Regions from separate parts of the Mus musculus genome. Here all the other regions are linked to region 1. The links are chromatin contacts, called in public HiChIP or PLAC-seq and promoter capture Hi-C maps. All regions are on one chromosome and are shown on one strand. The core of a region is the stretch at or near the end of the contact, and the rest is flanking DNA. Distances in the headings are between cores, read along the strand shown. Region 1 holds the start of Exoc4 (exocyst complex component 4). Region 2 has its middle 38 kb from the start of Gm32533. Region 3 overlaps Gm32533 (a long non-coding RNA gene). Region 4 has its middle 5.2 kb from the start of Gm32533. Region 5 overlaps Slc35b4 (solute carrier family 35, member B4). Region 6 holds the start of Lrguk (leucine-rich repeats and guanylate kinase domain containing). Region 7 overlaps Exoc4 (exocyst complex component 4).

Region 1 (3,894 bases), core at 771-3,270:
TTTATAACAGTAGCAAAATTACAGTTATGAAGTAGAAACAAAATAATTTTATGGTTGAGATCATCACAACATGGGGAAGTGTATTAAAGGTGGAACCATTGCCATAACTCAACACAAAACAATGAGGTACACTGTCCAGCAGTGGTGATGCCCCCTGGAAACGGCAAGGAATTGGTCCTTACAGGTAAATATACGACTCCACAGCAGAATCCGTCAGAAAGCTTTTAAGTTATTTTTCAGTTTTTAAGTATCACATGTTGAGGGTAAATCTAACTGCCACTTAAGGAATCTGACATATAGCCTAAAGTTTCAGAAGCACAAGGAAGAGGACGGGACATTTGTTTACAGTTGTTATTCTCCCTAACTCACTCCACTTCCATGGAAGTGACCACTCCTTCCATGAATTCTGAATCGCCATCTTTCTCCAGGCCCATACTCTCCTCAAAGGGGATAATATATCTTGTCTTTGCATACATAACTCAGGTCACTCATTCCCTCATTCAACAAATATTTCCTAAGTACTAAATAAATGCTAGGCACCATACTACATACTTATCTACTGTATAAGAGAGTGTTGACTATCTGGCAGGAAAAAAAAAAAAAAAAACAAGATCAGAAAAGGATTCCAAACACTCATATTAGAATTCCAGAGAAAATTAAGGCGCACTACTACAAAGGCTCCGGCTGAGGTTTTAATATCATGGGATAAATCTGAACTGTACATTGTTAAACTAAGAATGTGTGCCTGCAGTGTTTTCTCTTCAGGGCCTACAAAGTGTATCACTTTCACAGACAGTTCTATCCTCTCGTTTTAAAATAAAATTGATAAAAACAGGCCATTCTCTTAAACTCTGCCATAAACCAATACACGGGTCCTTTTCAGTCGATTAAATGGTAAACTTTTAAAGCCTTTCAAAGCTTGATTTACCCATTCTCTCAAGGGCTTAACCTACCAGATTCTGGTGGATCCTAGGTTTTAAAAAGATAATCAGGATCATTACAGGAGCTCTCTTAACTCAAATCAAAGTGAAGGATAAGTCGAGGAAAGTGGGAAGCAAGGGGTATTTGTTTTAGGAAAATATATGGGATGAAATGCAAATGACAACAATGGATAAGTGTGTCATAATGCATTTTATTCAGGCTGATCTAAGTCTGTTTAACATTTTAAACATTTAAAAATAAGAAGAAGAAGACTAGTAAATAGTCAACCACCCCCACTCTCACCCTAATAGTTTAGGGAAAAAGTAATGAGGAGGGCAGTTTGAAATTCTATTTTTGTATGGTTTTGAGTAAGAAACTGGAATAAGAAAGCAATAAGAAAGAAAGAAAGAAAGAAAGAAAGAAGAAAGGAAGGAAAAGGAAAGAAAAAAGCAAAACAAGAAGGAAGGATGGATGGATCACTTTAATATTCAATGCTAACAGCTCACGCAAAACCTAGGATCTGAAGCTGTGGCTATTCACAGGTAGTGGAAAGTGCCCAAAGTTGGACACTCTGCAACTCCTAACAGGAAACTTGGGCCTGATCCCCACGAGCCCAGGACACCTCCCGGCCTTCAGGAGTGTGCACAGCACCAGGGTCAACCAGAACCTGTTGTAGGAATGAATGAGTACACCTGCGCTGGGTTTCTTCCCGAACCCAAGCGGGCCAGCTTTTAGGACCGGGGACAGAAGTAAAGGCCATGCCCCGAGGAGAAGACTGGGGAGGTGGGGTGTCCTCCCCTTAACCCCGGCCCCAGAGAGTCTTAGAACACTGCCCGGCGGGGGCGGGCAATAGGCCCTGGGGAGGGGCGGGGGAGGCCAAAAGGGAGAGAAGGGCCGGCGGATGGGGCCCAGCCGATGCCTCTCCCTTCCACCGCGGAAGTCCAGCCGCTGCCCTGACCTCACCCTGCCTGCCTCCTGCCTCCCTCACCTGATCACCGAGATGAGCAGCCCCGAGGGGTCTTTGCTTTTGCTGACTGTGCTCCTGTATTTCCCACCAGCTGCTTCTGCCGCCATCTTGGTACGGGAGCGAGAGCCAGGTGCTTGACAGGACCGGGAAAGTGTAAACTCCGCGGCTGACCCGGAACATCCACCAATGGCAGAAGAGAAGCGCTTAGGCGCGGAAGTGAAAAACCCAATCCCTGGAGTTAGGAGGCGGGACTGAGACTCAGCTGGAGGCTGAGGCTCCTGTCCTCTCTAAGCATTCTGGGAAATGTAGTTCTTCTGCCGGTCCCGGGCATGCCTGGACAATAAACCAAGGGCAACTTCATCAAGCCTCCTTACTGTCTCTTTAGATCTCTTCAGACAGACCTTAAGTTGTTTTTCAGTTTACTCCATTTTATAATTTTACACGCTTTAACTTAATGTATCTGATGATAAATTGCAGATTCTTCTATTTAAACAAAGGTCCCAAAAGAATGCTTGTGTGTGCAAAAATATTAACTTCAAATACCATCTTTAAATCAACCAAATGCAAAAATGTACACGCACAGAGATTTTTCTTTGGTATTTTTCTGAGACTGAATGTTTCTATATTCGTCTTATGTACAAGTTCACTGTTGCGGTTATGCCAAGTCGCAGGCTGCAGGCTGTGAGGGGGAAAAGTACCTGTCCTAGGGGCTGTCACATATATATATATAGTTTCTCATGTTGTGGTGACTCCCAACTATAAAATTATTTCATAGCTACTTCATAACTGTACCTTTGCTATTGTTGTGACTTGTAATGTAAATATTTGATATGCAGGATATCTGATATGCAACCCCAAAGGAGTCAACCCCACAGGTTGAGAACCACAGACCAATTTCAATGGATACAGGAAAATCTTTTGTAGAAATTCAACCATACTTTTAAAATAAAAGCACTCAAAAAAAAGTCCCAAAAAGGAGGAACCACTGCAGTTCTTCGGGCGGGGGGGGGGGGGGGTTACTCTCATAGCACACCTTGTATCAGCACAGCAGCGGTGGCGGCTTCCAGAAGGGTCTGGGCGTCTGGTGGAGAGGCACAAAGTCCAAGCACTTTCCCTCCAGTCGGTGTTGTGGGGCGACTGAGACCATGGAGGAGTCGGAGGAGTCGACACCTGCTCTGCACAGAAGGAAACGGCGCTCCACACCTTTAGCTCCAGCCACACCACCTTCACAAACAACAGAGAAAAGCCCATACTTCCAGACCACAGAAATCTCACTTTGGACAGTGGTGGCTGCTATTCAAGCTGTGGAGAAGAAGATGGAATCCCGGGCTGCCTGAGTGCAGAACCTGGAGGGACGTGCAGGGTCAGCAGAGAAGAAGCTGGCTGACTTCGAGCCAGAGAGTTCAGCAACCAGCCGGAGGGCAAGTGGGCCGTGCTGGGGACCCTGCTGCAGGAGTACAGGCTGCTACCGCCACGACTGGAGAATGTAGAGAACCTGCTTCGCCACAATAACTTCTGGGTCCTTTGGTTGCCTCCCGGCAGTAAGGGGAAACCCCAAAGGTGTCCGGGTCCCTTGAGAATGATGGGGTCTGTTTCTCAGAACGAGAGTGTGAGAACCTGGAGGACTGGCAGAAGGAGCTCTACAGAAATGTTATGGAAAGCAGCTATGAGACGCTGGTCTCTCTGAAGGTTCTTGGCCAGCCAGAGGAAGAAGTGGAGTTGGGTGCAGAGATGGTGGGTGACTCAGTGGAAGAAGGTACCCACTTGGCAGATGGGGCCATGGTTAAACAGAAGATGCTGTACAAGCAGGAGGGCCCTGCAGGTCTTCCCAGCACGTTTTCCAGTGCAACTGAACAGCAGGCTTTCTTTGGCGCGGAGCAGGCTGTGTTCTGGAATAGTCCAGGAGATTTTGCCCTCTTGGAATCAGGCCCACTTGCCCTCCGGAGGAGAATTGCTCCTGCTTTGTCCTCCTTGGCTGAGCACAGAGGCTAATCTGAGGCGCAGGA
Region 2 (3,894 bases), core at 927-3,426, 990 kb before region 1:
ACAATCGCCATGCATGGGTTGTGGGTTAGGCATTATTGTTCTAATTTCATAAATGAGTCTTAGAAAGATGAAAATAAAGTCACCAGTTATGGAGATTAGATTCCATCTCAGCTGGAGTTTAAATGGAACGAGTCCACAGAGGAGGCCTCACACACCTGCTCTCCAGACACCAAGGGAAGGGTATCTGCGTGTTTATCCACCTTTGTGACTCAGCACCCTCCCTAGCTCTCCATCTTCTCAGAGGTGGAACTCCCAAACCCCAGCACGGTCTGAAATCTTCCCATACTAGCCCAGGGTGATTCATCTCTCCACAGTCTAATCCTATTTCCCTTTACCCTCTGAGCTAATGTGTGGGTGAAAATACCCAAGAGCCAGCCAGATCTTGGACTATAGGCTAGTGGAAGATTACAAAACTGAACCCAGGTGACTTGGATTCTAGGGCAAGTTTTATACTTCCATGATTGTGCTTCTGTCTTCCTGGGTCAACCTTTCACCTGGAAATGGAGGTGTCTGGTGCTGATGCATTTCTGCATCCTCTCCAGCTTGTATTTTTCTAATTCTTCTCATATATATGAAATTATCTTAAAACTTTGTTGTTGTTGTTGTTGTTATTATTATTATTATTACTATTATTATTATTATTATTTGTGTGGGAATACTTGCAGAGATCGAAGGACAGCTTCATGGAGTCGGCTCTCTCCTTCGGCCTTTACTTGGGCTCAAGGGTGGAGCTCAAGTTGTCAGGTTTGCAGAGCAAGCCAACTTGTTGGTCCCCAAGAGAAAAATGTTTGAATATGAAACATCACGGTAGGCAGCGGGCACATATGTGGAGGAGAAAAGATAAGCAGGAAAGGGTTATTCACTTTGCCTTGTGCACAAATGTCAGATAAAGGTTTCAGTCATACTTGGTCAGTGATAAGGGAGAACTGTCTTGGAAGTATAACATCTAGCAAAGGCCTTGGGAAGAATAGTCCTTACCTGGGTGACAAAGTTAGAATCAAAACAGAAAGATATGCTGGTGGGAGGGGCGTGGAGGGACAAGAGGAGGTAATGGGGATGGAAAGAGGAGAAGAACAGCTGGAGGGTTTATGTAACCTGTGTGTGTGTGTGTGTGTGTGTGTGTGTGTGTGTGTGTGTGTGTGTGGTGTGTGTGTGTCGGGTATATATATATATACTGAAATTGTCCCCAAAAAATGAATTAATGAAAAATATAAAATCATGACAGTACATAATAATAATACTTCTCAAAAAAGAAATATACTCAGGTAACTTTATCTGGCTTCTCTTAAAACATTTACCTGAAAAATAAGCAACAGTCTTGACACTTAAAGAAAAAGAAACAGTTTCTGCTGTGCGCTCCAGCCCCAGTGCAGCTTTGTGTAATAAATTCCGCTCCTCGGCCTACTCCGGGGAGAAGCAGGCACTCAGCAGGACTGTCACAGGACACAAGGAGGGGCGGGGCGTCAGCTTTCGTGTCCATTCTTTCCTTGGCTGCCAACCTTGGCTGAACTTTGTTGTTTGGAAACCAAGTCTACTGTGACCATTTTCTGTGACGCCACTAGTAAAACTCACTTTAAGTCTCCACAAGTGTGTGCTATCCGTTAGCTGTAAAATGTCCCCCACAGACTCCCCTGTACTTGAACACGTGGTTGCTGGTGCTGCTTTGGGAAGCCTGGAGTCTTTGGGGTAGGAAGCCTGGCTGGCAAGAGCAGGCTATTACAGAAGGGCTTGAGAGTTGTAACCTGCCCTGCTTCTGGCTCCAGCTTTCTGCTTTCTGGTCAGATAACACAATGTATCTAAGAGGCATCCTGTATTGTTATGGGCTCCACCATTAGGTGTCTATATAGTGGCCAGATAACACAATGTATCCAAGCTCCATATTCCATGTTGTGGAAGCTTGGATACGCCATGCCTTGCCTGTAGTGACAGATCCTTTCCAACTATGAGCCCCAAATAAGTCCCTCCTCTTCTAAGTGGCTCTATCTGGCACTCTGTTACAGCGACAAGAAAGGTAACTAACAGCACAGCTGTTGTTTGGAATTAGCCCACAAAGAACTGACAATCACTGGCCTTTCATTTGGAAGAAAAGGGGAATACATGAAAGTCCAGCCATGCCAAGCATGGACTCTGGGCCTCTCTCCCACCCTCCTCCCCACTCTGGCTTCCTGTGCTCCACATGAGTCACAATCACCTGACACTGCCTAGTCAGAGGCTGGGTAATAGTTACAAAGTGTCTCGGTCCTTTCTCCTGCTTATTTTTCATACAGGGTCAGGCTTCTGCCTTCTGTGTTCACTTGTATATTTCGAGAGGGAAAAGGAAAGCGGGGAGGTGGAAATGAGAAGGAAGAAAGGAGCAGGAAGCATCCTCTGGAAATAGCAGGCTTGGAAGCAGATGATTGAATGAAACCAAAGAGAGACTATCCATGTGCCACCTTGAAGGAGCCCGATGTCCAATCTCAGGCTTATCATTCCCACCGTGCTTATGGCTGCTGGCAGCGGCTGCATGATAATCTGCAAGTCATATAATGTGGATTTATTTTCTCAATTGAATTTTTTATACATTATTGAAATAAATTTGGACTTGGCCTTTATTAAACAACAGGGAACCGTTACAGGTTCTTCACGGAGGAAATTTGAATATAGCAGCTTATATTTGCTGTCAATCAGAATCATGGCAGGGCACATGAGGCACATGGGGCACATTCTAAAGTGGCGTCCATAGAGAAATCCCATGTGGATGGGCGTGGCCTTAGCAGAGGAACGTACTGTGGCAGAAACCAGAGCCACCAGGATAATAACCCTGCTTGCTCTTTATGCTTGTCTTAGTCAGGGTTTTATGGCTGCATGACCAAAGAGTAAATTGGGGAGAAAGGGGATTAGTTGGCCTACATTTCCAGGTCACAATCCATCATTGGAGGAAGGCAGGACAGGAACTCAAGCAGCGCTGGAACCTGGAGGCAGGAGCTGATGCAGAAGCCACGGAGGGATGCTGCTTACTGGCTTGCTTTCCCTGACAGACGTTCATTCTGTTCACCATTTCTCTCTCCTTCCTTACCTGTATGCCTTAGATGAAGGAAGCACCTCCACTCTGCCCAGGCTCTTGACTGACCAGTGCTGACGATGGTATTTAATACCACACAACACAGCAACTGTTTAGGCATTGGTTTTGTGTGATGGCGTGGGTGAGTGGTAGTCCCATAATGGAGACTATTTTCCTAAGGATCAATAGAGAAACCTTTTTTTTTTTTTTCATGTTGATGCCTGACAGCACTTAGTGAGTTCTACCACTCAGCAGATGATCAATATAAACTTCCTACATTTAAAGAAATAACAGAGCAAAGTGTTTGTCAGACCTTAGAAGATGTGTGCATGTGTACACAGGAGCACATGCGCAGTGTCAGCTAGGACCCAACCCAGGCAGCAGAACCGCATTCGCTGAGAAATGAATGCTAGCACCTCAGGTACCCCTGAAAGTCACTGGGTGGGCAGAAATAAGGGGCCACCTTTAGACGATTGATTCGGAGACAAATCACCCTAGTCATGATGGATAGGAAGGAAAGACATGATTACTAAATCACACATTGTCTACCACCTCTGACATGAAGACCCATCATGGAGACAGGGAGTTGAAGGATAACATGCATTTTCCTCGGACTGACCTGGCATCCCACTGCAGTGCAAGCAGAGGCTTCCATCTACTTCCCTATTACACAGGCGAGTGTAGCTCACTAGCACGTCTAGATTGCATCTGGAACCCCAGCTCTAACACAGCATGGAAAGGAGGTTTGGGGGGCCTCTCTGCCCTTGTAAGAAGCCTGAGAAGGGACTAAAACAAATTCTCCATGCCAACAGCCTGGGTGGCACATGGCAGTGGGAGTGCGCACAGAGCTTGTG
Region 3 (3,894 bases), core at 352-2,851, 970 kb before region 1:
CACACTTGGCAAACAGGACTGATAGGTGTTGGTGATGGATTTGGTGCAGAGGGTTGAGTGATGAGGTACAAGAACCAAGAATGGTCTCCTCCTCTGGATGGAGCCACTAGGCAGATACTGGTGTGGTATAAGAGCAACCCTGCCCCAGGGACAGGAGGAGAAACTGTTCTGTGTAGACATATTGAGCTTCAATCTTCTCTGAGACTCCAAAACAGAGTAGACAAAGAGGCAACGCACAGCAATCTAGAACTCGGGGTGAGGATGGGAGAGTGGGGAGAGGAGGAGTGGGGGCTGAAGTCATAAACTGGAGACTCACCAGGACAAAGAGAGTTTTTTAAACAATGCAAAAGGATGCTTGGAAGATGACTTCGCTGTTAAGAGGGCTTGCTGCTCTCCCAGATGACAAGCTCAGCTCCCAGGACCCACATCGAGCAGCTCAGAACTGGCTATAACTCCAGTGTGGGTGAACACTGACTTTTGCAGGCATCCACATAAAAAAATAGTACACGTTTACACACACACACACACACACACACACACACGCACACACACACGCACACACGCAAACACACGCACACGTCTATACAAAAACAAAATACATCTTAGAAAGGATGAGAATGACTACGGTCACTTTAGTTACCGTACCAAGTGAAACACCAGCAGGACCAAGATTGTACCTGAACAATGCCAGTATTTATAGTTCATGGGCAGAAAAATCCACCAGGAACCCCAAGATGGCTGGCGGAATGAGGTATCCAGATTATCATCTGGCAAGAAAAGGGGGACAAGCGGGTGCTGGAACACAAAGTACCATCTCAATATGGAACCAAGACCTACTTATGACTGGCTAGGACCACAACTGTTTAGTTCTTGCTCAATAACCCTCACTGTCCTGTTCTCCCAACTCCTTTATGTTCTGTGTTTCCAGTAAACTTTTTACTCCAAAATCTGTCAGCACAGCCATCCATTCATTCAACCTGTCGACCCATCTGACTATCCACCCACCCTTCTAAGTCCTAGACTTCTTATTGGGGGCACAAAGGGACACAAGAAGGAGCCCTCCCTCCGGTCTGTTTTCTTCCCCAACTGGTCTTTGTTTTGCGGTTCTAAGGAGATGGAACAGACTGCTTCTCCACTGTCCTGGAATTCAGTCTTCATAAACCGCCTCGGATCCCAGTTTAATTACGCCGAGTTAGTAGCAGTAATAAGAGCAATAAGAGCAGCACCGTGATTAGAGCAATCTTCCTCTTAATGAAGAGGGGGGATATTTCCAGCTTGCAAATCACCCACCCTGTGTCTTCACAGCCTGGATGGCTCCTACCTCATGGAAGCCTGCTTCCCCTCAGTTAACTCCCCAGTCTGCCAACATTTGCATTTTCTTTCAGCCTGTCAGCATGAAAAACTCTTATGTAGTGATGCCTTAAAGGTCAGCACGGTACCTGGAAAAGACTGATGAGACTATTTTCTTGAAAGACAGGCCTGCTGATTTCTGCCTGTCACTGAGCCTCCTACACCCAACACCCCTTCTGGCTCACCACAATCTCTGCTCAGGACTGCCACCCTCCCCAACTTCTGCAAAGTCTCCGCTTGTCCAGTAGGGCCCTTTCCTCCTGCTGTCACGAGGACTCATTTTTTTGGTGCGTCATTTACCCAGCTAGCTTTGGAAGAACAGTTCAGTTTGCTCAAGTCCCCTATGTAGATTAACCTACTACCTTCTGTAACCCTGCTCCTTCTGGCTCTGAACTCCATCTCCACCTTCTTTTCTCCTTCTGTGGCCTAAAGGCAATTGGCCCGTCTATTCTCTGCCCCTCACCCTGTCCCAGTAATACTTCCTCCAAACCAGTTTTCACTGCCCCAATCATCTCTGATCTATTTTTAGGGGCAGTGTAGTGTGCGGCAACTACCTTTCTCTTCTCCCTAAACTCTGAATCAACCCTATCAGCAGATTGCCTCACAGCCGTTTTGGAAGCCGGTAAGGGCATAAATCCTTAGTAAATAGATAGAGCCCATCAGCCTGTGTTTGCCATGGCAGGTGATGAATTACAGGAATTCCACTTGCAGCCAGTGAGAGCTGTCAACACAGCAATGACTCCACCAAAAGAGAGAGTGCAGAATGTCCTCCCCCTGGTGGGAGGAGGGGGGTCTTTCCAAATGAAATGACGCTGCTGTAGATGATTGAGTAGGACAGACTAGGTGACTCTTCAAAATTATTAGTTGTTTCTACTATTCATCTTTCCCTGACTCTGCCCTCTGGCTCCAGGAACATGAGTGCAGTTGTGATGGGCCACACCCATCCTCCCCACTGTGTGTCTCTGTTGACTGGATTTACTGTGGGGTGAATCCATCAAAAGTTATCTGAAGTGTTTCTTGGAGTCGGTGTTCAGTCTAGGAACCTGATGTCCTTTTCTGTCTGTCCCTGAGTGATGCTGCCACATCTCATGTGTGACTCCGCTCGTGTTTGCAAATGTACTGAATTTGTTGATTCTGTTCATCCATCCACATCTTGAGCACATGGGAGAACCTCTCCGGGGCACTGAAAGTCTCCTCTGGGAAAAGGTTAATCTGTAGAACTCTTTGCTGGACAGAGTAATGATGAGCCCGAAGGTGTGTTCCTGGGAAGTCTTCGGAAAGGAAAAATCAAAGAGGATGACCTCACCCTGGTACTCTGCACAGGTTTGGGGTATGCACTAGTAATGGTGTGCACTAGCAACGGTGTGCACGAGTGATGGTGTGCATTAGAAGTCAGTACAATAATATCAATGGTAGGCATTAGCGATGGTGTATATTAGCAGTTGATACATTAGCAACAGATACTCAAGCAATTCAGTTGCTCCACAAGAATTCCCCACCATGTATTAAGCACCACCAGATGGAAACTCCCCAAACCAGATCATGTCATTAGTGGTACAGCAGGAAATAGAGTTGCCTTCCAGTGACAGAGCCCACTGTATAATAGAGATAGGCGGGAGCTCCAGAGCCAAGGGTGAGAGGCTGGCCTCTGCACCTAGACAGATCTGAGCTTCTTCCCAACTTCAGCATGGCTCCTCTCATTACCAACCCCTTACTGAGCCCCCAAGTTCTTCTGCGAAGTGAGGTTATATGTAAGACAGTCACTAGGGCTAAATGAACAAACAGAATGTGTTCAACCAGTGTCCGGTGCACGGTTAAACAGGCACTGAACTTAGCTGGGCTGCTCTGTTTAAGACATGCCTCAGGAAGCTTGGGAACAAATATCTCCTCTGAGAGTGTCATTAGGAGGCAGAGGAGACATTCTAAAGTCTCTCTCTTATTGGGGCTTCTATTTCTGGATTTTGTTACTGTCAACTACAGACCAAAAATACTAAATAGAAAATTACAGAAATAAGCAACTCATGTGATGTAAATAGCGTGTTATTCTGAATAAGATGATGAAATCCTGAGGCATCCTGTTCCCTCCCATCCTGGGTGTGAAGCATCCTTTTTCCAAGGTATCCATACAAGATACACTACCCGACCTTGGGTCACTCAGATTTCACTAGACGCCATCTCTATTACAATACTGACTGTTGCCTTATCACTCACTGTCCTTGTGTCCCAGTGACCCCCATTTCCACTAAAATGACCACAAGTGCAAGAGCAACGGCACTAGCAAATCAGTCAGGCTAGAAAGAAGCTGTAAAGAGCTTGACTTACATGAAAGTGAAGGTACAGATTCATGTAACGTTCACTGTAAAATACTCTTCTGATTGTCCCGTGTTGGGCTTTATTATCTAAGTTAACATACAGAGTAATGGGCTCCATCATGGCATCTTTACACATATGTGTCACCACACTCTTCTTACTCATCCCCACACTCCCCCTCACCGTGCTCCCTCCTCCTTCCAACTGCCTCCCTTCTTCCTTTAGTCTTCCTCT
Region 4 (3,894 bases), core at 1,013-3,512, 940 kb before region 1:
CAGCAGTGCAGGCTTCCTGGAAGAATGGGGGCTTGTGGTCTGGGGTGCTTGGTTGAATAGCCTAGTAAGGACCACCCCACTAATAACGGATGCCCAAAACTGCCCGAGGTGAGTACGCAACATACTCAGCTGTGCTCAGTGTACTGAATATTCGCTCAAACAGGTGAGGGTGTGGGTGTTTTCACTCAGGGTGATTTCAGTACAATGAATTTCAGTTCTAAAATAGATTTATGATCGGGAAACTCTTCCTCAGTTAGCATGAGCTCGTTGCTAGTGGCATTCAATCTTTAAAGAATCATTTTGATGGTATATAATCGCAATTTTATGGTATATAGTGTGTTATATTTTGTTGTGCACAAGTATTAAACTATTGCTTTGTTGTTGTTTTTTATATTTTCTAAAGATTTATTTTATTATTTTGTATATATGGGTGGTTTTCCAGAAGTCACAGAGCTGGGCCTTGAACCTGCAAGAACAGTAAGAGCTCTTAATCACTGAGCCAACTCTCCAGCTCCAAGACTAATTTTTTTTTCTTTTTGAGATAGGCTTTCTCTACGTGGCTCAGGCTGTCTTCAGACTCAAAGAGATCCTCCTGCCTCTGCCTGCTGAGTGCTGGGGTCAAAGGCAGCTGCCACCACTCCTGTCTTGGGTAAAGTATCTACTCCCTTACACTTGGCCTTGAGAATCTTTGAAAGTTATTGCTGGCCTGGGAAGATGGCTCTGTGGGCAGAGTGTTTACCATGCCTGTATGACGACCTGAGTTCCAATGTCCAGAACCCATGGAAAAAAACAGACAAGGTAGCACACATTCCCAGCATCCTCCTACTGAGGGATGAGAGACAGAGTAAGACTCCACCAAAACTCAGGCCAGCTAGCCAGGCCTGCAGAGCGGGAACAAGAGACTGTGTTTCAAGCAAGGTGGAATCCAGGCACCTGGAGCTGGCCACTGACCTCCACAAGTATGCCGCGGTACATGTGTGCACTCACACACACCATATGCCCACACATGTATACACACAGACACACACACATACGGGGGTGAGGGGAAGAGGGAGAGGGAGAAGGGCAGGGAGAGAGGAGAGAGAATTAATGCTATTAACACTTGTGAGGAACACAAACATAGGTGAGGTGATTAACTTCGCTTAGCTTTACCGCTAACAAATGGCTTGCTGTCTCCCTGCTGTAATAAAACACGGGACTCTATCTCTAGGTGGAGGAGTGACCTTTTCTCCAGTTAATCTAACAAGGCAGAAACGCCCCCTAGGTGGGAGGGTTCCTCTGAGGATAACATAGATTTTCTTCCCAGAATTTTTGCCACACTAGGGGCAACCCTGTGAGCCCCTGTGAGGTTCCTGTGGGTCTGCACCCCACTCCCATCCCCACTTCCCCCACCCCACCCATCTCGTCTGTCTTTTTCTTTCGGATGCTGGTCAGAGCCCACTGTGGTCTCCTCAATACTCTGTATTGCGTCCCGCTCGACCGGCAAGAAAGACGCAACAAACCAGAATCTTCCGCGGCAAAAGCTTTATTGCTTGCTTCTCAGGAAGATTCCGAACCGGGAAAATGGCGCTGCTTTTATAACCCGCAGCGTGACGTTTCAGCACCTGATATGGCGTGACAGCTCCCGATTCGTTGCTTGCCCATCACCCCACTATTACACCCCGAGAATGGGAGTGACTAGGAGTGAATTCACTCTTGCACCTGCGTACAAAGCTTGTTTACTAGTTAGGCACAGCGGAGGCCCACGCCATCTTATAATGGCGATTGCTCGCGGCACACACAGCTCTCCTCAGAGATTACTGGCGGCACACATGCGATTGCTCGCAGCACGTACCGGCTTTCCACAACTCTGGGCTTCCTTACTCTTTCTCTAAAGCTCCCCTCCAACCATGTGACTGACCTCTGTTCCCCTCTTTTCAAACAATATGGTTGTTGTTGTTTTCCTTCTCTTTTCCATACTATGCCTCCGTTCCCCTCCCTCCCCCCACCTCTAGGCAACTGTGAGATTGACAGTTTACCTGCTCTAGGCTTTTCCTTTTAGACTCTAATAAATTGGGCTCAATCTTCCATTAGAGTCTATTCTTAAACTCTGTTACTAATGAGACTAAGAATCTCAAAAAGGGACCCTCACTTTCCTGGTATCATTTGGAGGCTGAGTTGGGATTCTCCAAATTTTCTGGTGACACACCCATTTAGTTTGCTTAAGAATACAGTGCTATTCAACATATTGGCATTCATTATGGCAAGACACTGGGGAGCCTAAACATCCAAGAGAATAGACCTTGGATGTGGCTGAATAGAAGATGCCACGTCCACGAACCGAACACTTTCAGATGTTAAGAAGAGAAACGCGGGACCTGGTGTGGTGGCTCACATCCGTTATCCCAGCACACAGCAGACAGAGGTCGGTAGGAGGCTTGCCAGAAGATTTGCTGCAATTCAAGCCTAGTCTGGTTCACACAGCAAGTTCCAGCTAAGGCTACACGGTAAGATGATGTCTAGAAAGCCAAAGGAGCTGGTGGCACCATCACCAGGCTAATATGGAACCATCACCAGGCTAATATGGAACAGTTTCCAAGACAGATTAAGGAAAAATATTTGTGTTTAAAAAATGTATCTCTGCCTATTAGCTAATGAGAGAAATGCACAAAACTCAGGAACGGCAGAAGTATGTAAGGAAGGTAGTTAGTTGAGTTGTTGAGTTTCAAGGGAAGGGCTTACAATTTTAACCTTGTCATGGTTTGAATATGCTTGGCCCAGGGAGTGGCACTATTTGGAGATGTGTTGGAGTAGGTGTGTTTCTGGGACATGGGCTTTAAGATCCCCAATCCTAGCTGCCTGGAAGCCAGTCTTCTCCTAGCAGCCTTCAGATGAAGATGTAGAACTCAGCTCTGCCTGCACCATGCCTGCCTGGATGCTGCCATGCTTGCACCTTGATGATGATGGACTGAACCTCTGAACCTGTAAGCCAGCCCCAATTAAATGTTGTTTATAAGACTTGCCTTGGTCATGGTGTCTGCTCCCAGCAGTAAAACCCTAAGACAAACCTATTACATTTTTATGTCTTTTTGACTTTGCACTGTTGAATTATGAGCAAATTTATGATTTTTTTTTAGCAAAGAAAAAATAAGAAGATTCATCAACATAAAAGGTTAACACACTAGGGCAAGTGTCAAGTGAAGGGTGTTCTGAGACGGCCTCCTGCTCCTTTTAGTTCTGCTGCTTAGAGACTAATCAGAGTTCAGACACCATCAACCTAAAGAATTTGTTCTTTACTGTGCTTCTAAATGTAAAGTCAAAGAACAATTTGAACAGATATTTCTGTATGTGACCAATATTTGATTCATAAGTAAATGAACAGATGTTTAATCCTCCTAATCATTAAATAAATTTCAACCAAAATCTGAATGCATCTCATATGCTGTTCAACCTTCTTGTAGTTTTTTTTACTGTTATGAATCATAAGGTAAGTATCTTTTATGCAAAATATAGACTATACAATCCCCAAAGGGGTCATGTTCCACAGGTTGAGAACCTCTGCCTTAGGATAACTACCCAAAGATATGGTCGTGCAGACTGTTTCAAGTCTATTTTACACAAGTTAGAGTCATCTTGGAAGAGGGAAGCTCAACTGAGAAAGTACTTTCACCAGACTGGCCCGTGGGCAAGCCTGTGTTGCTTTCTTTTGGTTGATGACTATAATGTATAGTGAGAATGGTCTCTGTCAGCTCATAAGTGTCAATCCTTGACCCTGTAAGACCTGAAGAGCCTTACGTCTGGGATGTTCCACTCACAGAAACACAGAGATGGAGATCAATGAAACAAGCAAGAGGTTTATTGATCCTGCGAGCTGGGGCTGTCCTGCAATGGGGCAGAGGTGCCCCTGAATCTCCT
Region 5 (3,894 bases), core at 950-3,449, 910 kb before region 1:
CTGGGCACCTCGTTTGTCTTCATTGGAACCTTAATGTACACAGAGGTGTGGAAAAACCTCGGGACCACAAAAAGTGAGCTGCAAAAGGATGACAAGAAGGACTGAGGTCTGCCTGGGACAGACAGACAGACGGTGTTATGTGAGAGCGGCCTCTGCTGCAGGTCTGGCCACCATTTCACTTTAGCTGATGCCAAATTACCAGAGTATTGAAGCAGAAAGGCTCCAGAGCTTCCTCCAAAAGGATGGGACTCATCTGCTCTCACGAGTCTGCATTTGTAGATTCCACATAGGCATCCCTGAGATAGAATAAACAAAACAAGCAAGGCTACCAGGCAGACCGTCGGGCAGCCTCTGCATTTGCTTTTCTATTTCTTTGCCAGAACATCAGAACCATATTTGTTGAATTCCAAGTCTCAGAGCTTCTAGTTTTCTACCTGTGTCGCACTTGTTGCTACCGATGCCTTTTTGCTATGTACCTCTTTCCTCCCGTCACCCCTGCACACTTAAGCACTTTGCAGCACAGCCAACATTCCAGGCACAATCAGGCACTGAGTGATCCAGTGGACATGCGAAAAATTAGACCCCAGGAGTGATGAGGCCGGACTCCCTCCAGCGTGTTGGTGTTGGGAGAGAAGCAGTTGTCCCCATGAGCAGATCTGTGAGCTGGATGCCGGTGATGCTGGAGTAGACGGCTGGATCCCACCACGCACATTTCACGTTATTTGATTAGTCAATGCAAAGATCACACACTTCTTTCACCTGTTGCTTTCTGTAGTTAGAGCAGTCCTGCAGCGCTCATTGCACATTAGAAAGGAAGAAAACTTGAAAGTGGATCGAGAAGAGGGAGACCTTTCCTTCCATCTCCCACGTGAAGCCCCTTGGCCTGTTTACGGAGATGGAGAAGGAAGTGTGGCCCAATACAGCTCACTCTTTCAGCACCCTGAGAGACTGTTGCCCCTGTGAACCCAGCCACACACTTCCATGGGACTCCTGTGGGTTTCAAATATGTGTCTGTGAGAGGCGTTAAGACCTGGTAGCCAGAAGATACTTCTGAGAATTGTCACCTGTCAAGTCATCGATGATGATTGATTGATACACAGGCGTGAGTGTGCTCAAACCCCAGCTGCGGCAGGGTGAAGTCTTCTTGTTCCATAGATATGGGACTGCTTTTGGGTGTGCCTGGGAGGTGGCATGACACAGCATGTTTACATACAGAAACAGGCCTGGCTCTTTTCCGCTGATCACTCTGAAGGTCTGATTGTCCTCTCTTGGATCCCCTTGAGGAAGAGTAACCCTGTCACACAGCATGTGGCGCTTGTGTGCCCTTAGCTGGATTGTATGTGATTGAAGAACAAGAACATTGTGTTGCTTTCTTTCCTCGTCCCCACTTAGGGCCAGACCCTCATTACCCTCACCTAGCCATCTGCTCCTCTGCAAACAGCTACACACAATGTTTCTCTCGCACAGACGACAGCCTTCCATTCTTCCACTATGTGCTGACTGTGCTCAGACTGAGGAGTGGCTCTCCATCTCCTCGGCTCACTGTAGCTCTTTGTTGCACCCTCTGAAGATGCTCTTTGATGGGTCTGAACAGCAGCAGCAAAGAGAACTATCCCAATCCTCTGGGTCCCCTGGGAAGGCAAAGAGAACTGTCCTAATCCTCTGGGTCCCCTGGGAAGGCAGTTAAGACTTTTTTCTGTTACATTAAATGCAGATACTGTTTCTCCACCTAAGTCCCCAGGTTTGCAGACTGATTGTCATTCTGGCCATTGACAGCTTCCCAGTGCTGGTAATGGTCTGTTCTCAAAGACCTGAATTAGATGTGAACCCATTCACAGTCCCAGAAGCTCTGTAGCTACTTTGAAATATGTGGGGTTGCCTGGACCAATGTTGCTATAAATACCAAGTGTTAAAAGCCCCCTTAAAAAGACAGTAATAAAAAGTACTTTTTTCTTCCAGTTTAACAGAAGAATCTGTCCCTCGGGGCTCTTGAGGCTCCATTCTGATTACTCCTAACAGGCTATAACCTTCAGTTACCTAGAGCTTCCCTTTTTATGTTGGGAGAAGTAGCACACAGCTTGTAGTTCCCTGAGACTGGCTGATACAATCTAACTGGACCGGTTAGGGTTTCAGAATGTGTATCCCTTTGTGGGTTTTGTTGAAGGAGATGTAAGAACAGATAAGAGTGCGGGCTCTGCTGGCTCAAGCTAGCAAGTGCCCCAGCTGCTTCCTGCCGTGCAGTAGACAGAAGAAAATGTAACCGGCACTAGTTACAGTTTTGTAAAATTGCCCTTCTAAAGGTTCTGTTTTCCTTCTCATTGTGTATGCTTGTTGCACAGGGCCCTGTGGTTGGACACTTCCCTGCAGTTGAGTACTTCCCCCAAGCTCTCCTCTCCCCGTGTTAGGTCCTGCTGTTCCCCTGAACAGTTTTGCCTTCTACCTTCAGATCGCATACACACCGTGGTTTCATGTCTCTCTACAAAGCTCAGGAGCTACAAATAAGAGCACACATATGCTGTTTGTCCTCCCTACACCAGCTAACCCCTTAATAGGACCATCTCTGGATACATCCATAAAATCACTCTTTATAAAAGTCATTTCTCTTTGCCATTTGTTTGTTTGTTTGTTTGTTTGTTTAGCATGTGGACTGTAAAGGTTTTAAAAGGGCAAATAAGCCATTTTACCAAGGACCAGGCTCCATGGAATGTAGAGAACTGCCTATTAAACACCTTTGTTCAGAGACAGAGCATATCGTTTGTCTCAAAATAGAGCTTAAGACATGTAAAACTCTAGAGCAAAAGCCAAATAGCAAAGGCCTCTAGCCGGGAAATGTAGTGTGTCTGCGGCCGCACGGCAGCATGACTCGTGTATGAGGTGGCAGGACAGGGGTGGACGCTTGGGTTATACTTACTATCTCACAACCTGCTGTTGCCGACGCCGTCTTTATCACTTTCACTAGAAACATGTTTTCAGTTCTTAAACTTTTTTCTCGCAGTGCCGAGGATCAGACCTAGGGCCCCATAGATAGTGTGGATTCTTTTGTTTTCTTTTCACCCAATACACTAGGTAGACTTACAGTTGATTTTATGAGGTTGGTTCTGCATATCCTTTCCCCTTCTTCCTGCCCAGCTGACCAAAGTCCAGCACTCAGTTCTCTGCCAGGGTGGTTGGTGCTGCCTGTGGCTGCCCTCTTCTGTTCTGGGAGGAACACATGGTAGTTCTGAGGGGTCTCAGCCTGCAGTCATTTCCCGGGCCCGCTTTCCTCCATGCTGGGGTCCGCTTTTGGATTTTGTGCCTTTGCTCTTCCTGACCCCTGGGTTCCTGACTGCACCTGCATCCCCTTGGGCAGTTGAGTCCCTGGGGCTTGTGGTAATTTTCAGGAGTTTTCTAGGGTATTTATATCCATCTAGAATGCCTTGTCTAGTGTTTCTGTAAGCATCGCTAGTAAGAGTGCAGTGTATGGGAAGCACTCGGCAGAGAGCTTGCATGGAAGCTTTATCTGAACCGACTGCGTATTCTTGTCCAGCTCAGCCCAGGAGCAGAGAACCACTGCTACATGTCCCTTCTAGTTGGGCTCTTTTTAGCCTAAAGTCGGGGAAGGGGAATGGAGTCAGTATCTGAGCAGATAGCGTACTTAGAGGAAAAAGCGTGTGTTAAAGATCTGACACCCAGATCTTCTCTTTGGCTAGCGGCAGATAGAATTAGGAGGAACTCCTGCTACATAAACAAAGTGCTTTGGGCTTTCCGCTGAGAGTTATTGACTGCATCTTGTCTGTGGCACTTGAAGCTGACATTGACAGAATATAGAGAAAATGTGCTCATTACTACCAGTGTAGTGTTTGGAAATAAGTATTTACAGTATTTAAGCACTGGAATATGTTTGCTATGACCAGA
Region 6 (3,894 bases), core at 742-3,241, 780 kb before region 1:
AAAAGTCAGTATCAGTATTTAGAATATAACTGGAGGAAATAATAAACTTTTTCTCAACATAGTCTCCAAACCAGAAAGGGGTAGCCAGTTGGATGGACCCCTTCTAACGGCTTGTTAATGGCATCCTGAAGACAGATTAATGATGGCGCTAATGAACTCATATCCAAGGAGCCTGTGCTAATTAGAATCATAAGTAATGCTGGTGGTTCATTTGTGAATTCCTCTGGGGTGGAAGATGGTGGAAACCACACAAACATTTCGAAGGAGCACAAACACAGCTACGGTTTGTCGTAGTCTCAGCTGAAGGTGGAAAATTAACCAACAAAGGGAGAATAAAATAAATGATGGCCTTTTTGGTTGTTTGTTATCATTATCTTCATCATCATCACCAGCATCACCATCATCATCATCATCATCGTTATTGTTAAGGCACGGTCTCACTGTGTGGTTCTATCAGTGTTTCTAGCTAATCAGAAACTGGGTGTGTAGACCAGGCTAACCTCTAACTCACGACAATCACCCTATCTCTGCCTCTCAGTGCCGGGTGAGAATGGCAAGAACGCCATTGCCAGCACACTGCTATAGCCAACTTCAAGCAACGTTAGAATGCAACCAGCCCAGGAAGAAAGATGTAGACTAGGAAAAACAAAAAGAGGGATGAGGGGGGAAATAGGCCAAATATTCCAAGTGCAGGAAAGGGCATTAGAGACAAGAGCCCAGGGAAAGGAGGGCAGAAGTGGAGTAACGGGAGGTCAGAGGCAGGAAGGACAAGAAAGAAGGCAAACCAGGAGCCATGTTTGACAGGGGGAGAAAGGTGGCTTGTGAAGAAGCTGAGGGAAAAGAAGGGGGAGCAGCGAAAAAAGGCAAGAAGTGAAATCAAGAAAGATGTTGGTTCTGAGTAGCTATGACAGAGAGAAAAGCCTAACTGGGTATGAGAGGGAAACAGATCAACCTACGATTTTGAAAAAGCACAATAAATAGAAGCCAATACTAGGAGTAAGGGAATGCAAGGTGGAAGGAAGCGAAGGGATGAGGAAGGACAGTCGGTGTGTGGGAATACAGTCAAGTGGGGAAGGGAAGTGGAATCAGGAGATTAGGAAAATAGTTAAGAGCGTTGGGAACGCTCCCCATAAGCCAAACTCTGCCAACTAGGGGTGAGCTGGCTCTCTCTGATCATGCTGTGGCTCCCTTCTAACCAGAAAGAGTGGGAGTGCTTAAATAGGCACACAAATACCCCGAGCAGAAGTAACATATAAAACGTATACATTATTTCGTCTTCAGCAGAGCATTGGGATTTTTTTTTAAACCACCCTGGAGGAAGGAAGAAGATGAATGGCCCGCATAATTTTGTCAATGCGTAATTTTGAAAGCATTAAACCCATACTGGTACACTGATTTTTTTCCCCCCGTTATAACAGTGTGTAATCTGACAGATAAGAAACTAGGAAAAGAAAGTAAATATTTGGAGGGTTTCACCCCCTTTCTCCAAGACAGGAGGTGAAGCACACGAGAAATGGGGGAATAAAAATAAGCAGCAAAGAAAAGCCCTTGCCCTCTGGCTAGAGTGGAGTGGGCTGAGCCCAGGGCTAGAGAAGGCAGAAGCAAGCTGCCGCTGAGGCAGCCAGGTTGAGCGGCTGGAGGATGCCTGAGACTGGGGTGCGGGTTGGGGAGGGGGGGAGGCACACCTCCAAATTCTGCATTTCGGACTCCTCTGACTCTTCAGATTCTCCGTCCTCCTGTTGCTTCTCTTCTTGCTCCGCTTCTGCCTCATGAGAGCGGTGGATGAGCTGGTGGAGGAGGTAAGAGGAGGCGCTTCTGAAAGTCCCTTTTGACTTCAGACCCAGGGGGAAAGAAGGCCAACGGCCCTGACTTTGTTTTTCTGTGAGCGACAGTATCGCCTGGGCTGCAATGCGAGAGGCGCCCAAACCCCGCCTGAAACGGGTGCCTTTCCATCTCGAGGGATTTCGCTCGAAGGCCGCCATCTTGTTTATACGCGTTGCCTAGGAGACTGACGTCATGGCCCGCGGCGCTGCAAGGAACTCTGGGGGGCTGTAGTCCAAGCTTCCGTACTTGCACATTCTGTCAAGGTCTCCATTGGCGTTCACTTTTGCAGCGTTCTGCTGCTTCTTTTATTTTCCTCTTTACGTTCAGTGGCTAGTGTTGTTCCTTTTTGCATGTACTTTTAATCCCTTTTCTCCACCCACTTTCTTTGTCTTCTTGCTGCCTGTCCTTCTTTGAGCTTGTTCACCTCACATTTGATAACATTCACACAAGCATCTCCAGTCTGGCTTCATTCACACCATCGAACTTTGGAAGCATTTGACATCCCTAATTCTGTCGGTCGGAAAGCTAGTAAAGATGAAATTTAACACTATGCACAGCGCCGTGGGAGGAGATGAGGCCGTGACATAGAAGATTGAAAAGACCTGACTCCTCTCCTTTTCCTTTCATTGTAGATAATGAAGAGAAACTACCAAAGGATTTTAAGAGCTCATTTGTAGTTAATTTACATACCTGTCCAACTCTGAGTCTGGTCCTTGGGAAGAAAAAAGCTAGCAGTGGGACCAGAGGGGCAGATTGGGGAAGGGAAGGAAGGGAAAGGGAGGAGAGAAAAGGAAAATAAATCAAACTAATTGTAGTGTATCTGAACCCCTGTGAAGAGGTTAGTATTCCATCAATAATTAGTCAAGTGACCTGCATCTGTAATTATTTTCATCCTGCTGAATAGTTTTATCAAATGTTCTTCTTGAAGGATTAGAAAAGGCATGGCATTCTGCTAGTGTGATTTTATGAAACCCAAATCCTATAGCCTTAAGCTCCACAAAATAGACATGCTATAGAAAAACAGAACGAGAACTGTAGCAACTATTATTGCCATAGCAATGACAACAGAGATCCTGACAGGGAAGTTGTCTTCATCCTCTGGCCTTACTGGGCCATTTCTCCATGCTTCAGTGACAGCCATTACAAATACAAAATGATCCTATCAATGGCTGTCAGGGGAAAAGGAGAAAAAATTCTTATGGACACCATCCATTGACTATTATCTTTCTTAGTGCTTGAGGGACCATTAAAACTGACATAAAGCTTTCAGAATTACCTTCCTTCATTATCTTGCGGCTCGTAACTGGAAAGGGCGCAATGAAAGTATCTCTCTGCTAGGTTTGCCTTGCCTGTTATTTCTTTTCCTAGTGGGTACCGATTTTGACAAGGGATTTCTCTCCAACCTCATTGCCTTAGGGTCTGGATCCACCTAACTAAGAAGACTAGAGTGTTCGCTCTGCTCTTGCAGAAATTATAAAAACGCAAACCCTATGTGTGTCTTCAATAACTTAATCAGCATTTGTAGCAGAGGGAACTTTGCTAACGGCAATCTACTGAGAAAAATGTTTGATGGTAGAGTTAGGATCTGTCAAAGAATAATTTCAAAACATGAAAAACATGTTTGCCCTACAAGGACTAGAATGAAACAGGCTGGGGAGAGTTTATTTGTTGGAGTTGGTCTCGTGAACTGTGCATTCAGATGCTTGTTCTGTGTCCCAAGGTCACATTTCAGTCTAGACGTGGGCATTGTATTGACCAATGTGCTATAAAGAATTCTCCCCAATCTCTGCTTGGACAATAAAAGGCTAGAGCCCAAGACTGGGAAGGAGAGAGAGGAAGGCAGAACTTGAAATGGAGTAGGGGGTCTTAGGTAGGGACTACAAGGAGAAGGAAAAAGGTAAAGGAAGAAGGAGGACTCCATGAGGCAGGATGGCCCATGATCATGTGGCCAAGAGAAGCTCACCCTGAGGCCACACATGAAACAAAACAAGACTCAGTTGGCAAGCAGTGGGTATATTCATCTGGTTATTAATAGCCTCATTGGGTTGTCATAGTGTCAGAACCTGCCCA
Region 7 (3,894 bases), core at 369-2,868, 680 kb before region 1:
AGCTGAGTTATCAGCTAGCAGAAACAAGCCAAAGGGTCTAGGCATTTATTCATATATAAGAAGTCTCAGAGTCTTTATTTTGGGGAACTAGGGTGTGGGTGGGCTTCAGAACCACCTTGGGCCTCAGTCCTCAGGTGTCTCTAACTTCCTTTTGGACAGATGGAGCTTATTAAGTGAGGGGGATTGGACTTAGCCTCAGGAATTTACCTATCTCCTCTTCCCCAGTGCTGGGATTACAAGTGTGGGCTACCACACTCAGCTATTTTTATACGGGTTCTGGGGACTGAGCTCAGGTACTCCTGCCTCAGCCACTTATTGGATGAGCTGTCTCATTGGTCTGTGTTTCTGAATTTTAAACATGTTAGTTTCAACACTAAACTTTTATTTATAAAACAAGAAGGGGGTCAGCTTCCAGCTTCCAATTTTTCAGTAAGAATTCTACTAAAATCAATAAGTGATAGTTCTTGGAATTTTTACATAGAACAATGTAACCCAGTCCTTTCAGGCAGAAGAACAGCCTCACACGGAAGGCTAACTTAATTTCTTAAGCACGAGACCAAAGAGGCACCGAAGGATACATAAAGACAATCTGATGGGAGATCTTGGGCAAGTTATTTCTCATTTCTATTCCCTGGGATCTTCATTGCATAATAGCATCTGCCATCTATGGTATTCTCTGAGCAATGCCAGTGCCAGCAAATAAGCAACAGTGAACAGATCCATTGTCTGCCAGGAATTGGGAGGAACCCCAAGTTAGAAACTGACTGTATGCTATCACGACAAGAAGGAAATCTTATTTAACTAAGGCCTTCACACGTGAGGCATGTCTCGGAGAACTCAGACCTTAATTAGAGGCAGGCATTTTTCTGGGGAGATTATGAGTTCTCATTGTTTTCAGGCGCTCTGGAGGCTATGCAGGCTGGTGAGGCATGCTCACCTGCATCCAAAAAGCCCCAATTAAACCATTAATTAGAGACCAATTAGTTTCTGCAATGTATGAGATCTACTCTAAGTATAATAAACTTAAGAGAGGCAAGACCAGAAGAAAACGGTATAGGCAGAAATGGGTAGCAAAGTCAAAAGAAGGTTAAATTCAAGAAAAGTAACATTATTTAAATAATGTAATAGACGGTCCTTAAGAAAACACTCTTGGATATCAAATTATACTCATTTTTGTTTTATCACTGACTTTTATTAACAGGTACCTTTTTTTTATATCAGGCAGTAAAAGCTATAAAACCCATCACTTGCCTGTTTTTCCTGGCTGCCAGGAGTCAGAGCTAGCTTTATTATCACCGCTGAATTAAAGCTCCTTCTCAGAGCTTCTAGAGGTCATCATTATTAAAAGAATGTTTGGCAGAAGACTGGCCTCATGTGACCACAAATCCAAACAGAAACTGGTCAGATGAAGCCCTTTAAAGCGAAGCTTGCAAAAAAGGTTGGGATTGGAAGGGCAGACATGACTGGTGGCAGGATAAAGCTGGTTTCAAAATGACTGCGGAAACAGATGCAGGGAATATTTTGTTTCTGGCCGAGCAAAGGAGTCTGCAAGGGGAAGCAGTCAGTGTTCAGCCCAGGCACTGAAGTCTTCAGTCACAGGTCTGTCCTGACAGCTGTGGGTGCTTCCAGTAGGTGGCAGCACGGCATCGCTAATCCTATAGCAAGCTATGCCCCGGTCACTCCAGGAAAACTTAACCTTTTTGCAAAAAACCAAAACAATGTCCCTCTGCAATAAGCCTGTAGAAGATAAGTATACACAACAGCCCCCAAGGGAGGAATTCGACATTCTCAGTCATGGCCGAGGGCATTCCTAGACTTAGCAAAGTACAAAGGTCAAGGATGAAGCAGGGGTCCCACTTAGCACGTTTAGTTTCTGGGCTGGGCTCCTGGTACCTCGAGGAAGAATCTGGGTAGGCGAGCTCACGTGGGATGTGGGTGACTTAAAAAGAGACATGGCTTTCATTCATCCTGAAGGAGGCTGATCTGTGCACTGACAGGGGAAGTAGCATTTCTACTCAGGTAGCAGCATGGCTGTGTGCTCTGTGCTCTGCTGGCTTTATGCATCACCATCTTACTGCCCTTGGCCTATGGACCCTTCCTTTCCGAGGTTGGATGGCTCCATGCTGACGCTTCCCCAGGTCTGTTTGTTTACTCCCACCCTTTCTGTTAAGCTTCCTGTTGTGTCTTAGACACATCTGCTCTGAAGTCCCACAGGCATCTTACACATATCCTCACACTGTAGCCCAGTCCTCCCCGTTCCCCTACCTTACTTGCTGATTCTGTGTGTAGATGCTCCAGGGTCATCCTTAACTCCCGTTCCTCTGCCTCTGACATTCAACCATTACTTAAGTTGAGCTGGTTTTTAAACTCCGTCTTACTTCCCATATCTGTTTTTATTCCTGCTAGCTCTGAGCAGAATCATGACCACACCTTCAGCAATCACTTTACAACTGAGAACATTTACAACTGAGGTCCTACTCAGTTGGGGCTACTGCAGTGAATGCTATAAAAAGAGCCCTTGCCTATGGAGGTCCCATTCTATTGTGGGTAGACAAGGTGAACAATCAGATATAAAATAGGTTAGGTATATGATAACAGGAGATAAGTGAGGGCAAGGGAAATGATGAAGGGGATGTTTCGAGTTATAGGCAAGAAAGTGGCACCCACAGCTTACCACAGGGGATCTCACTTCCCCCAGACCTCATCTTTCAGGGTCCCTCACTTTCTGCTTGAATGGCTCTTCCCCAACTCTGGATAAATCCACTTAGTATTTAAATTATGCATCACTTCCTTACAAATTCTTCCTTGATTGTTCACCTCTCAGGATGATTAGGGAAATGTGAAAATGCGTAGGATATTTCCTTGACAAAGTTCTCTATTAATGTGGTATAAAACTTGAGCTACTCATTTTCTATGACAAATCATTTGGGACTTTTAAAGCTTTAAAGCTCAACATAAAAAAAACTTACTGCAATATAATTCAGCTACCATACAATTTCCATATTTGAAGTATAGAGTTCAAGATCATTTAATATATCCAGAGTTGTACAGCCATCTGCAAAATCTATTTTAGAACATGTTACTCATTCCCAAAAGAAATCCTGAGTCCACATCTTCATTTTCTCACAAGCTCCAAACAGTAAGTAACTGCTAGCTCTGAAGATTTGCCAATTTTTGATATTTCGCACAGAGTCACATACAATGTAGCCATTCATGGCCAGCTTCTTTAATTTAGCCTCATGTGTAAAGGTTCATCATATATTAAATTTCATATTATGGCCACATAATATCTATTGTATGTATTCACATTTCATTCACCCATCAGTTAACACTGTTATAAAATTTGGGTAAAACTTTTTTAGTGCATTTATTTTTGATTTCTCTTGGGTAGAATCTCTGAATCATATGATAAGTCTATTTTTAACTTTTTGAAGAAGGGATAAACTGTTCTTCAAGGCCACTGTACCTTCCATTTTCCCACTAGCACTAGTTCCTCTATATTCTTATCAAAACATAAAATTATTTTTATTTTATGTATATGGGCATTTGCTGGCATGTATGCCTGCACCTTGAGTGTGCATTGTTCATAGAGGCTAGAAGAGGGCACTGAGTTCCTTGGAACTGGAATTACAAATGGTTGTGAGCCACTATGTGGGTGCTTGGAATTGAACCTGAGTCATCTGGAGGAGCAGTCAGTGCTCTTAGCCAAAGAGCCAACTCTACCCCCCCCCTTTTTTATTTGGACTGTGCAGGCAGGCTTATCTCAGTGTGGTGTTGATTTTCATTTCTCTAATAACAGATTATGGTGAGCATCTTTTCATGCTCACCATAAATCATCCACATGCAGATCTTCATGGCATAAATGTCTTTGATAACATTTTAACAGATTATTTT

The links. Promoter capture Hi-C pulls out the DNA fragments that hold promoters and counts their contacts. HiChIP or PLAC-seq counts read pairs in DNA pulled down with a chosen protein or histone mark.
Region 2: a FOXA1 HiChIP or PLAC-seq map of pancreatic cancer cells shows a contact between it and region 1. The contact joins the enhancer-like site here to the promoter of Exoc4 in region 1. A contact is called at or near these places in 6 of 39 promoter capture datasets (the 3T3-L1 cell line, 3T3-L1-derived adipocytes, embryonic stem cells and 1 more) and 5 of 115 datasets of contacts at active chromatin or transcription factors (bone marrow-derived macrophages, embryonic stem cells, epiblast stem cells and 2 more).
Region 3: an H3K4me3 HiChIP or PLAC-seq map of bone marrow-derived macrophages shows a contact between it and region 1, with 6 times the contacts expected there. The contact joins the enhancer-like site here to the promoter of Exoc4 in region 1. A contact is called at or near these places in 7 of 39 promoter capture datasets (the 3T3-L1 cell line, 3T3-L1-derived adipocytes, embryonic stem cells and 2 more), 1 of 484 Hi-C or Micro-C datasets (the G1E-ER4 cell line) and 3 of 115 datasets of contacts at active chromatin or transcription factors (bone marrow-derived macrophages, embryonic stem cells and trophoblast stem cells).
Region 4: an H3K27ac HiChIP or PLAC-seq map of embryonic stem cells shows a contact between it and region 1, with 4 times the contacts expected there. The contact joins the enhancer-like site here to the promoter of Exoc4 in region 1. A contact is called at or near these places in 7 of 39 promoter capture datasets (cranial neural crest, embryonic stem cells, liver and 3 more), 8 of 484 Hi-C or Micro-C datasets (CD4 T cells, CD8 T cells, muscle stem cells and 2 more), 6 of 115 datasets of contacts at active chromatin or transcription factors (embryonic stem cells, large pre-B cells and trophoblast stem cells) and 1 of 9 other capture datasets (embryonic stem cells).
Region 5: an H3K27ac HiChIP or PLAC-seq map of microglia shows a contact between it and region 1, with 5 times the contacts expected there. The contact joins the enhancer-like site here to the promoter of Exoc4 in region 1. A contact is called at or near these places in 1 of 39 promoter capture datasets (embryonic stem cells), 1 of 484 Hi-C or Micro-C datasets (erythroblasts) and 4 of 115 datasets of contacts at active chromatin or transcription factors (astrocytes, embryonic stem cells and microglia).
Region 6: a promoter capture Hi-C map of pre-B cells shows a contact between it and region 1, with 4 times the contacts expected there. The contact joins the promoter of Lrguk here to the promoter of Exoc4 in region 1. A contact is called at or near these places in 16 of 39 promoter capture datasets (the 3T3-L1 cell line, 3T3-L1-derived adipocytes, the C10 cell line and 8 more), 11 of 484 Hi-C or Micro-C datasets (the C10 cell line, CD4 T cells, CD8 T cells and 8 more), 9 of 115 datasets of contacts at active chromatin or transcription factors (astrocytes, bone marrow-derived macrophages, embryonic stem cells and 5 more) and 3 of 9 other capture datasets (adipose tissue, liver and macrophages).
Region 7: a contact with region 1 is called in a promoter capture Hi-C map of the C10 cell line, with 7 times the contacts expected there. The contact joins the enhancer-like site here to the promoter of Exoc4 in region 1. A contact is called at or near these places in 12 of 39 promoter capture datasets (the 3T3-L1 cell line, 3T3-L1-derived adipocytes, the C10 cell line and 5 more), 5 of 484 Hi-C or Micro-C datasets (the HL-1 cell line, centrocytes, embryonic stem cells and 2 more), 12 of 115 datasets of contacts at active chromatin or transcription factors (the 230-238 cell line, bone marrow-derived macrophages, embryonic forebrain and 8 more) and 5 of 9 other capture datasets (adipose tissue, embryonic stem cells, liver and 2 more).

Annotation. Positions count from the first base shown.
Region 1 is chr6:33,247,254-33,251,147 of GRCm38.p6, reverse strand. Exoc4 (exocyst complex component 4) reads right to left here and starts at 2,020. Exons shown (of 18, transcript NM_009148.4): 1 at 1,910-2,020. The coding sequence starts at 1,995. It also overlaps the pseudogene Gm1401.
Region 2 is chr6:34,232,908-34,236,801 of GRCm38.p6, reverse strand. No RefSeq gene overlaps it. Among named protein-coding and RNA genes, the nearest start is that of Gm32533, 38 kb to the right of the region's middle. Within about 2 kb of position 2,176, at least 42 of the 459 cell types and tissues checked have an H3K27ac peak or open chromatin away from gene starts, as enhancers often do. A contact at or near this core is called in bone marrow-derived macrophages, kidney and pancreatic cancer cells, where this site is marked.
Region 3 is chr6:34,214,803-34,218,696 of GRCm38.p6, reverse strand. The region is part of intron 6 of Gm32533 (a long non-coding RNA gene); the gene reads right to left. Among named protein-coding and RNA genes, the nearest start is that of Gm32533, 20 kb to the right of the region's middle. Within about 2 kb of position 1,601, at least 8 of the 459 cell types and tissues checked have an H3K27ac peak or open chromatin away from gene starts, as enhancers often do. A contact at or near this core is called in bone marrow-derived macrophages, where this site is marked.
Region 4 is chr6:34,189,994-34,193,887 of GRCm38.p6, reverse strand. No RefSeq gene overlaps it. Among named protein-coding and RNA genes, the nearest start is that of Gm32533, 5.2 kb to the left of the region's middle. Within about 2 kb of position 2,262, at least 11 of the 459 cell types and tissues checked have an H3K27ac peak or open chromatin away from gene starts, as enhancers often do. A contact at or near this core is called in embryonic stem cells, where this site is marked.
Region 5 is chr6:34,154,591-34,158,484 of GRCm38.p6, reverse strand. It overlaps Slc35b4 (solute carrier family 35, member B4), which reads left to right. Exons shown (of 10, transcript NM_021435.3): 10 at 1-2,606. The coding sequence ends at 105. Among named protein-coding and RNA genes, the nearest start is that of Gm13855, 21 kb to the left of the region's middle. Within about 2 kb of position 2,199, at least 122 of the 459 cell types and tissues checked have an H3K27ac peak or open chromatin away from gene starts, as enhancers often do. A contact at or near this core is called in erythroblasts and microglia, where this site is marked.
Region 6 is chr6:34,027,545-34,031,438 of GRCm38.p6, reverse strand. Lrguk (leucine-rich repeats and guanylate kinase domain containing) reads right to left here and starts at 1,991. Exons shown (of 20, transcript NM_028886.1): 1 at 1,686-1,991. The coding sequence starts at 1,982. It overlaps Gm38786 (a long non-coding RNA gene), which reads left to right and starts at 1,715. Exons shown (of 4, transcript XR_868961.1): 1 at 1,715-1,799.
Region 7 is chr6:33,927,650-33,931,543 of GRCm38.p6, reverse strand. All of the region lies in intron 17 of Exoc4 (exocyst complex component 4), which reads right to left. Among named protein-coding and RNA genes, the nearest start is that of Gm13853, 63 kb to the left of the region's middle. Within about 2 kb of position 1,618, at least 48 of the 459 cell types and tissues checked have an H3K27ac peak or open chromatin away from gene starts, as enhancers often do. A contact at or near this core is called in pancreatic islet, where this site is marked.